Linked DNA regions of Mus musculus: region 1 is linked to region 2. Evidence: chromatin contacts called from public HiChIP or PLAC-seq data. All regions are on one chromosome and are shown on one strand. The core of a region is the stretch at or near the end of the contact, and the rest is flanking DNA. Distances in the headings are between cores, read along the strand shown.

Region 1 (4,766 bases), core at 1,633-4,132, 130 kb before region 2:
TGCCTGCCTCATGTGCCACAGCCACTGCGGGTTGGGCTTGGAATTTGTGCATCTCCCTGCCACTGTCCCCATCGGGGTGTGGATGCCGTGCCGCCCCTGACGCCGTGACGCTCTTGGCTCTAGATAGCTTCTTCTGGATGCGCCCACCTGGGGCAGCCTCTTTGCGCTGGAAGGCACCGAGGCCGGCAGGCAGCCCCTTGCTCTTGACCTTTGGCTTCAGCTGGGCCACCTTGTGGGCCACCGAGGATGGCAACTCGGCCTGGCCACAGCTCTTCTTGCACCGCACCTTCTCCTGCGAATGAGATGTGAACGTGCCATCCACAGGCACTGACTGCCCCTCCTTAGCCCAGGGCATGTGGGTTTCCTCTGTCATGGTGGGACCCAGAAAACAAGCACCTCTGAGGACTTGTCTTGAATAGGGCTCTGAGGACATCTGGCCCTGGCTGCCTACTGGAGCAAACACCCGCCCATCTACTTAGCGCTCCTCCACCCACTTCATATGGTGGGGGCCCAGGAGCCAGAGGTGCTGTATATCATGGGTATATGCTGTTTGCTTTTGTGAAATGGAAAGATTAAGAAGAAGAGTTCCCTAGGCACACTCCCCAGGCATAACCCACCTATGCCTACAGTGCAGAGATGGGAGGAGGCTGCACGGTCAAGGACAGCCTGACCTACAGAGCAAGTTCTAGAGAGTCAGGGAGCAATGGAGGCTGAAGCCACCACCACCACCACCACCAAACTATGTCAAAATCAAGCAGGCAAGAATAAAAACAGCCTTCTGACATGGAAGGGGACAGACGAGGTAACAATAGGTCTGGGACCTTGGAGAGGGAGCAAAGTGTAAGGACCCAGGATTCCACCGGGCACCGCAGACATGGTGGTCAGAGCCAGGCATTTTGGCTGTGGATTTCCCAACGTCAGTACACTAAGAGAACCAGCCACACTCGGAAATCTATATCTAGTGTGCCAGAGGCAACAGCCCCTGGTTACTATACCTGTCAATATATGACATTTCCTTTAACCAAGGTATCCAAAGCTCACCAAACCCTAGCTGGCTCACCTGAGCCTAACACCCGGTACCCGTTTCTAACATCTCACGTAGGGTGAGGGCGAGGGTGAGGGCGAGGGCAGAGGGCAGAGGCCTGGAGACGCACCGAGGAGACGGACTGCAGGCCAGTGTAAGGACTCTTTCCCAGTTTGCTTCGCTTCCTTGGGGGCTCATCACCTCGTAGCTCAGCACACAGCAGACTTAGGCTTGCACGAACAGCCCTAGGGGAAGGTAGTGGTTGGTACAGAGGCAGGGCCTGGGTATCAGGACCCCTCCTACAGTCACTATGGTGTGTCCTGAGGGGCAGACCTCGTGCAGGACACAGCCTCCTGTCTGGACTGTTAAGAGCAGGCCCTGGGGGTGTCGGACCAGTCCTGAGCCGTTCTACCAGCTCCTGGTGGTCCCTGGGGCCCTCAAATCTTGACTTCTCAAGCTTCACCCCATTCAAGGGTGAGCTGGGTCAGGGGCCAATATGGTCAGGAAGCTACTGAGGAAACAGCAAGAGCGATCCTGCTTGATTCCCCCACACCCCTCTGCTCTCGTGCCATGTGGGCAGACATGTCTCCCAGACACCCCAGTGTGTTCAATGTATGATTTCATTTCCTTCCTAGTATCCCCTCCCCGTGAGGAAATAACCACTGCCTGTTTGCCCACAGCTAACCAGGGGCTGGGGTTTGGCCCCCAACCCGTCAACCCTTTAGCCCTCCCAGAGACAGAAGGAAACTGGCTGCTCATGAAAATGAGTGGCAGACGGGGACCAGGGCCCTGACCTCATATGGCCAGACACTGCTCTCCACCTTCCCGTCCAACAAGGAGGCTGGACCTCTGAAGGCAGGGAAGGCCAGGCAGGAAGCCCCTGCAGCTCTAGGGGCCTCCTTGACCCCAGCTTCCTGCCACCTTCCCTGGCCCCACTTCCTGCATGGAGGAGGCCCAGCCTCCAGGCCCAAGGCCTGCTGCCCTCACAGGGTTCTGGAACACAGTTGGAGAGCCTGGACAGGAGCCGGAGCTGGGAGGAGGTCAGGAGACCTTCTCTTTGGAAAGAGAGGGTTGTGACTGTGGATCCTTCCCTACCCTAAGGCCTCTGGGTTCTTTGGGTCATAGGTGACTTGGCTACAGGGTTAAGCTTACTTGCTGGAATCTAGGATAAAGTCCAGCATGGGCAATGTGGCCAGAGCTGGCCAGAGGCAGAGAGCGAGGTCTGGGGAGTCTATCACTGCCACCAAGCAGGTTTTCCAATGTCCACTGGACCCCAACTTCCAATAGCCCTATCCTGCTTAGCAGCCCCAAGGCTTCAGATGGGTTCTCAGAGGGACCCCCTATGCTCCCTGCTGGGTGACACCTGGCTTGGGTAGGGTAACAGGACATCTTGGCGAGGCCCCCGGCCATATGGTGAATCTCCTCCGTTGCCTGTAGCCCACACAAACTCCCCCACCCCATAACCTTCTCTGCGTTTGCTAATGTTTTGTGACATAAAGCCCTGAGATTAATTTTTTGCCTCTGTCTTAATTGAAGGAACCGTTTAGTGCCGATTTAACTATTATTACCAAATCATCAGGATTGATGCTGTGCACACGCGTGCTCGCCAATCGTGTTTGGAGGAGCTCGGAGGATTTATGCAAATGGGCCTGCCGGGAGAGGCAATTTGTAGCCGAGAAGGACAATTATACCCGGCCCGGGAGTGCGCCAACGACTGCGCCGGGCGGGTAATGGATAATAACATCGCGCGGCAGCCGTGAGCAGCAGCGCAGCGTGACCAACGACTTTATACAGTGCAGATAAAGAGCCTTTTACGCAACGCTGCCCTGCATGCAAGGGGCCAGGGCTGGCCGGTGGGGTGATACCACAACCTTAGCCACTGCCAGGTTCCCAGAGTTGGTGCAGCCAAGCCTAGGCTGTGGTTACACCAGGAGGGGGCGCTGATACTGATAGCCAGACATGGAGAGAGGATGTCTGTGCCAGTCCCCAACAGGGAGGGCTCTCTATCTGCAGGACATGTGTCATGGCCTCAGGTTTTGGTAGGGAACACACTTGGCCTTCAGTTATTGTGTGCAGGGAGCCAGCAGTTCCTAAAGCCAGAGAGGGACTGTGGCCCCACCCCCACGGTGTCCAGACCTGTCCCACAGATCCCTCTCGATACTCACTTGGCTTTCTTGCTGTCACTTCTGGCAAGCTGGCCCCCGGGACGCAGGGCAGGCAGTGAGCTTGAGTGTTTGCGCTTTCTTGGCCTGCCAGGCCCCCGCCGTGCAGGGCTCCGTGAGCTCTCCTCTCTCCTAGGGGCCACAGAAAGGATGTTAAGAAACCTCAAAACACTTCACCCCTAGGCCTACTGGAGGGCATTGCCCTGCAGAGGAATGTTGGGGTCGGTCAGTAGTGCTCTCAGAGTGTAATGGCCATCAGGTTGAAGTCGGGCTCAACTACGTTCCTGCGGCCCAAGATCTAGAGCTAAGTGGATGACACTGTTTTCTGCTTTCCCCTGGGATTTAACTGCCTTGCTCACATTGGTCGGGAGGCCCACATTGTCCCTCATGCAACTGAGTAGGTTTCTTCTGCTCCTGCAGCAGGTCCCAGCTACCCCATGGGTCCCAAGTCCTCCTCAGTCACACTCATAGCTGCTTTAATCACCATTGCCCCTTGCCCTACCACCTTGTGCTGCCCTCTGCTGAGTGACCACATCTTCCCCCCACCCAGGCTTCACCCCTCTGTTTGGCTGCCTAGGTCTCATGAGCGCCATGCAGATCCCAGACTCCAGGCTGTTCCTGCACAGTCCCTGCCTACAAGGTGGCACAGGGCCCAGTAACTTCCCCGGAGTGCCTCCCCTTCCCAAGCGTCATACTCGTGGTCATGCCTGCGCTGCAGGCGAGCCAGCTCCCGTTGCTTCTCCTTGTAGCGCCTCTGCAGCTCTGCTAGCTGCATGCGCATCTCCACTTCCTGTGTGTCCAGCCGGTCGATGGCAGCCTTCAGGGGACATACCTGTGTGCAAGAGTTCAGGAACCTGAGTACTGTAAGCCCCAGCTTGGTGTGGTGGGACGCAGCCCGGACATGCAGAGTTCTCCTCTGTAAGTGGCTGGGCAGTGTTCTCACTTACAGGCTTTGTTTTAGGGGCCCAGGTGTCCTTGCGTTGCAGGATTTGCATTCTGGGGGTGAGCCTGGGGCCTCTGTCTGGGTCAGCAGCTGGGGCCTGCAGTGAAGTGACTGGGCTGTCCAGGTTAGCAGCCTCCACCAGGGACCAGGCTGTGGCCAGTGTGGCCAGGTGCTGCAGGTTGAAGGCCAGCACATCCTCATCTTCTGCTGGGGGGAGAGGTATGGGTCACTCGCTGCCCCCTCCCCAGCACAGACCCAGCCTCAGGCTGTGAGAACCAAGGGAGGAGTCAAGCCATAAGGAATGGCGGGCTCCACCATCTGAACCCGAGCAGCTTGGTCATCAGAGTAGTGACAGCAACGGACCACTGTAGCTGCAAAGGCTCCAAATCCAGGAAGGGCAACAAGGTCAGGATATCAGTGCATGGTGGGGTATCAATGCAGGGAAAACGAAGCCTCCATAGCTCCAGTGCTGCATTACCGAGGGGCAGGCAAGAGGGGCTGTGGGCCATCTACACCAGGGGACATAGGTGCCCCGGAGGACCTACCAAAAATGCATGGTCTGAATCTCCACAGGAGGAGAAAACATTGAAGTGCATTAGGTCCCTCAGAGTAATGGCAGTCACCTGGGTCAAGTATA
Region 2 (5,259 bases), core at 374-2,873:
AGTACACTGTAGCTGTCTTCAGACACACCAGAAGAGGGCATCCGATCTCATTACAGATGGTTGTGAGCCACCATGTGGTTGCTGGGAATTGAACTCAGGATCTCTGGAAGAGCAGTCAGTGTATCTCTCCAGCCCTGAGCAGCCCCTTCTTAGGGATGAACATCAGATACATGAATATGGAAACACAGAAACGGGTCAGATAGATTGTGGACAATGACTTCACTTACAAACGATGAATACAGACACTTAGTATTTTGGTTTTTTCTTTTTAAAGATTTATTTATTTAATGTATATGAGTACACAGTTGCTGTCTTCAGACACACCAGAAGAGGGCATTGGATCCCATTATGATGTGGTTGCTGGGAACTGAACTCAGGACTTCTGGAAGAGCAGTCAGTGCTCTTAACCACTGAGCCATCTCTCCAACCCTATTCTGGCTTTGTATTCAATTACTCCTTTTTTTTTTTTTTTGTTCGAGACAGGGTTTCTCCACGTAGCCATGGCTGTCCTGGAACTCACTTATGTAGACCAGGCTGTCCTCAAACTCAAGAGAGCTGCTTGTCTCTGCCTCCTGAACGCTGGGATTAATGGCTCATGCCACCAATTGCTCTTTCTAGCTTTTCCTTTCTCTCTCTCTCTCTCTCTCTCTCTCTCTCTCTCTCTCTCTCTCTCTCTCTCTCATCTCTAGAAGCTGCTCTGCCTGATGCTGGAAGAATTTGTCCCTTGTCTGAGATCTTGCATGGGCCTCAAATTGTTTTCTAGGAGAGCCTCTTTAGGCAGCTTGAAGTTCCTCCTTGCATGCACAGCTCTGGCCTCCTGGAATCATTGTGGGGTCTTTCTTGGACCTCAGGTCCCTAGGCCTTCATTCACCACAGACACCACCATAAAGAACACTGCCAGGTGCCAGTAATCCACTTAGGTGTTGGAGCGTTCTCTTTTCTCTAGTCTCTTTAATGTCCATTACTCCAGGAAGAATTCTCATTAGTCCTTCCAGTACAGAAGCCACCATCTCTTGAAATCCTAGATTTCCCTAGTCTCTCCTTTTTACCTTTCCTCTGGTTTTCTTTCATATTAGGGCAGTAGACCATTTTCACCCACTTAGCGTATCAAACAGACACATCTCCATGCTCCCTCCTCCAGGCTGTTGTGACTTTGCTGAGTCTCTGAACCTCCCGGTGTCCCGATGATTTTTATCTGTAAAACGTTAAGTGCTAATTTTGTCCCAATAAGTTGGCATTCAGTCTAGACAGGTCCTCCAATTGTGACCCAAAATCCTTCCTGTGCGCAAGGACCTGAAAATTAACCCTCAAGAGCCCACTCCTCACCTGAAAGGTAGTCCTTCTCTTTCTCTCCTGTTGTTCCACTAGAGGTTGTACCCAGCAAATGACTCTTCTACCAGCGGCCACAGTCACTAGTCTAAGCCTGGAACCCCTAACCCAGATTGTAGCCCCGCCCTGATTCAGACCCCGCCCCACGTCCCGCCGTCCCTCCCCCCACATACTTCTTATTGGCCAGAGTTACGCCTAGCTCCGCCTCTGGGCCCACCCAAACCACGCCTCCTCGGGCATACACACCTACTTCTAGTTGGCTGGCGTCCCGCCTCATCCCGCCCTTTGATACCGTCACTTCCTGGTAGAGTAGGCTCCGAAGGCGGAAGTTTGGGTGCCGGAGGCAGCGAAGCGGAGCTGAGGTGTTGCTAGCGTTGCCTGCGGCGCTTCCGGGTTCCCGCTTCACTCTGGGGAGGCGGAGGCGGGAACCTGGAACCATGGCTATGAGGCTGCTGCGGAGCCTGGCAGGGTCTGGAGGCTGACCTCGCGACGCCTGTCCGCGGCCCCCCCTGCTTCAGGTTTAGGGTTATCTAGGGTCGCTCTGTCCTGGTCCCTAGACCCTCAAAATGACGGCCGCCTCCACCTCCAAGTGGGGGCTGATCACGAACGTGGTGAACAGCATCGTGGGCGTCAGCGTGCTCACCATGCCTTTCTGCTTCAAGCAGGTGAGTCGAGGGCGCGGGGGCATCAGGTTGAAGTGCTCGTTTGGTGGGAAGGGGGTGTGAGCACCGCGGGTCGGGAAGAGACCCAAGCAACGTCCCCGAAGCGAGTCGCGGTCCGGATCTGCGCGCTCAGCGGTTGCTCACACTGTACGGAAAGGCACAGAGAAGGATACGTTAGCGGATTGATAGTGGTTTTGTTGGTCCTGTTTTTGACTCTGACCGACTGCATGGCACGGAAGCATGCCGGTCCTCGGCTTCGGCTACTCACCTTTACTCAAGGCGATTTAAAGCATTCGTTTGGTCTGATCTGTATCATGTGTCACCGCAGTTGGAAAAGCCGGCATACAAAAAAGTTTGGTGTTATTTCTGTGTTGAATGCCACATGAAAAGATGGTCATTTCTACGTGGCTTTGTTGTGTCTGCCAGTGAGTTGCGGAAGCAGATGGAAACGTCAAATTGGGTAATGACTCTCTTAACAAAGGGAGTGGCGGGGTTCCCCGTCGCTCATCCATGCCACGCGGGCTGCTGTCCTGTTCTATTGAAACAGTGGGTTATCAAGGCAGAGACCACTCCTCCTATCTGATGACTCCCAGGAGATGAGGTGGAAGATTAATCCGGGATAGACATTTGGAAGTGAAAATGGGTTGTTGATAATTTAATAGTAGACTAACAACTACTTCGTGTGTTTTGTCGTTCACATCCCAGGCTAAAAATAGAAAACAAGTTTTTTTAATCAATGAGTTTTTGATCCTCAACAACCTATCCTGATTGAGACTGTATCTAGGGTTCCCGGGTAGGGTATTTGATATGGTTAATAGATGTAGACAGGAGGACAGAGCTAGATCCTCTGGGGTGACATCTGTGTTGTGAACCCCAGTGTTGAGTTGTTGGGGGATGGTTTTGGGTGTCTTTGGAGTGCCTACGTGTCCCAGTGTCCATGGAAACTGTCTGTCAGCAGAATTGCATCCTGGGACTTGAGTGTTGGCTGGTTTCGAATCTCCAAGTGAACTCTGTCATCCTTGCTGCCTGTCTGTGAAGTGTGACTGACCCTTTACTGGGGTCTGTCATAGCTGACTGGGAAATTAGCTGTTTGGGCTCAGGTGGTTGAGCAGTCTCTTGTGGAGCCTGGCTGTGCACAGGTGCTAGGCCTCTACCAGAGCAAACGGAGATGATGAGCCCAGTGAAGATCTGCTTGGGGAGAGCTTGGAACCCAGTGCAAGAGAGACCAGAAACAGTCAAACTGTGCCTAAAACCTGTCAGTTCCTATCACTAGATTGTTATCTCCTCCGGAGCCTTGGGGCAAAGCCATGAGTCCAGCAGAGTGGGGAATGTCTTAGTGTTTAGGGGGAGCTAAAAAAAAAAACCAAAAAAAAAACAAACCTTTGGGTTTAGAGCTAGTTTGTTTAGTGATTCCGGCAATTAAAAAGGAGAAACATTTTATTGTATTTAGTGTGTGGAAAACTGCATATATTTTAAATGCACACTTGATGAATTTTCATGAGGTAAAGGAACATATGTACCTTACTGTACACTTGAGGAATTCCATAATGCTGGCACACTTACCAGTTAGTTGTTCCCACCCACCAGAAGACGACTACCTGTTGCTCGACTGTGCCAGAGGTTGGATGTGGCTTGGTTTGACTTGGAGGAGGTGGGGTCATGGTGTGTGGGAGTCAACTTGTGGTTGATAATGCTATGTTCTGGATAGACCTGTGTTTCTCTGGGGGCACACACAGATCCTGCCCTGGGTGTGTGTGTGTGTGTGTGTGTGTGTGTGTGTGTGTGTGTGTGCCTGCCAGCACAGGTGTTAGATGCACAAGTGCATCATGTCCTCTGCAGTGTTTGGCAGGACCATTCTGGTGAGAGTTTGTTAAGCTTTGTTTGTTTACTTATTTTGAGCAGTTTTAGCTTTAACTGAGTAGAAAGCACAGGCGGCCCCCATATCCCGCTTCTCAACTCCCCATTTCGGTAACACACTGTTCTGGTGTGGTAGAGCTAATATTTTGTTTTGTTTGTTTATTTATTTCAGTGCTGAAGTTCTAATTCCAGGCAAACATTCTACTGCTGAACCACATCCTCAAACTACTGTGTCTTTTTATTTTATTTTATTTTATTTTATTTTATTTTATTTTATTTTATTTTATTTATTTATTTATTTATTTAGAGACACTCTCACTATATAGCCTTGGCTGGCCTGGAACTCACTATGTAGACCAGACCAGGATGGTCTTGAGCCCACAGAGATGCACCTGCCTTTGTCTTCCTAGTTCTAGGATCAAAGCCTGAGTACTGTCTTGCCTGGTGCAAACCACTGATGCCTTAATTGTCATAGTAATTGAGGGACAGTTTATACATAACAAAACGTAGCTGTTTTCCGGGTGTGGTCCTTTGGGTTTTGATGTGTGTATACAGTCTATGGCTACTGTGGTCAGGACATGGAAGAACTTTGTTATCCCCAAAAGTCACCTCTGCCCCTCTGTGATCAACAGCTGTCCCTCCCTCAGTCCTCTGCCTTGTGGCCTGGCCCAGCTACAGTCTTTCTTAAGCATTCTGTGCCTGGCAGCACGCAGAAAGCTGTCTTCATGGCCCTCCTTCTCTGCTGCACGGGGCAGTTGTGACGTTGATCATTAATAAACTTCTTTGCATGAATGGACTAGACTTGATTTTCTAGTCACCTCTGAAGGCCACTGAACTTTTTTGTTTTTGTTGGGTTATGGCTAAACCCACGTGTAAACGGTTTGTCCGTAGGCATTTCATTCCTGAAGGAGAAAGGCCTAAGAGTGGTTGCAGGGTCTCATGGCCAACATCTGTTTAATTTGTAAGTAAGGCGCACACCATCCTTAGTCCTTCAAGGCTATGTTTACCACATAGGGCTGTTGAGGAGGTGGTTAAGACGCTGCGTGTGAGGTGCGTGTAGGGAGTGTGGGATGCTAGTTGATAGCCCAACAGACTTAGGACCTACAAGCCCTTTTAAAACAAGACTCGCGGATCCTGCTTCTATTTTAGGGAAATATCACTTTCAGGTGTCACCCGTGGTGGTCAATGGGAACAGATGCAGCAGTGAGCCCCTCGTGCTGTGGATGTATGAAGCAGCGATTCAGAGGTCTGGTGTTGTAAACGTGTCTTTCTCTCTCCACCCTGCAGTGTGGCATTGTCCTGGGGGCCCTGCTCCTGGTCTTCTGCTCCTGGATGACACACCAGTCTTGCATGTTCTTGGTGAAGTCGGCCAGCCTGAGCAAGAGGAGGACCTATGCTGGCCTGGGTAAGA

The links. HiChIP or PLAC-seq counts read pairs in DNA pulled down with a chosen protein or histone mark.
Region 1: an H3K4me3 HiChIP or PLAC-seq map of embryonic basal ganglia shows a contact between it and region 2, with 2.2 times the contacts expected there. The contact joins the enhancer-like site here to the promoter of Slc38a10 in region 2. A contact is called at or near these places in 6 of 39 promoter capture datasets (cranial neural crest, embryonic stem cells, hippocampal neurons and 3 more), 5 of 484 Hi-C or Micro-C datasets (the C2C12 cell line, bone marrow-derived macrophages, embryonic fibroblasts and 1 more), 18 of 115 datasets of contacts at active chromatin or transcription factors (the HPC-7 cell line, the SCID.adh cell line, bone marrow-derived macrophages and 11 more) and 4 of 9 other capture datasets (adipose tissue, liver, macrophages and 1 more).

The regions. Positions count from the first base shown.
Region 1 is chr11:120,278,622-120,283,387 of GRCm38.p6, reverse strand. It overlaps Bahcc1 (BAH domain and coiled-coil containing 1), which reads right to left. Exons shown (of 28, transcript NM_001347621.2): 12 at 4,134-4,333; 13 at 3,882-4,018; 14 at 3,190-3,318; 15 at 1,155-1,269; 16 at 4-292. Among named protein-coding and RNA genes, the nearest start is that of Gm11772, 43 kb to the right of the region's middle. Within about 2 kb of position 2,882, at least 52 of the 459 cell types and tissues checked have an H3K27ac peak or open chromatin away from gene starts, as enhancers often do. A contact at or near this core is called in the HPC-7 cell line, the SCID.adh cell line, adipose tissue and 3 more, where this site is marked.
Region 2 is chr11:120,147,715-120,152,973 of GRCm38.p6, reverse strand. It overlaps Slc38a10 (solute carrier family 38, member 10), which reads left to right and starts at 1,623. Exons shown (of 17, transcript NM_024249.5): 1 at 1,623-1,994; 2 at 5,136-5,253. The coding sequence starts at 1,896. It overlaps Gm11769 (a long non-coding RNA gene), which reads right to left and starts at 2,567. Exons shown (of 3, transcript XR_389232.4): 1 at 2,260-2,567; 2 at 1,576-2,136; 3 at 253-1,195.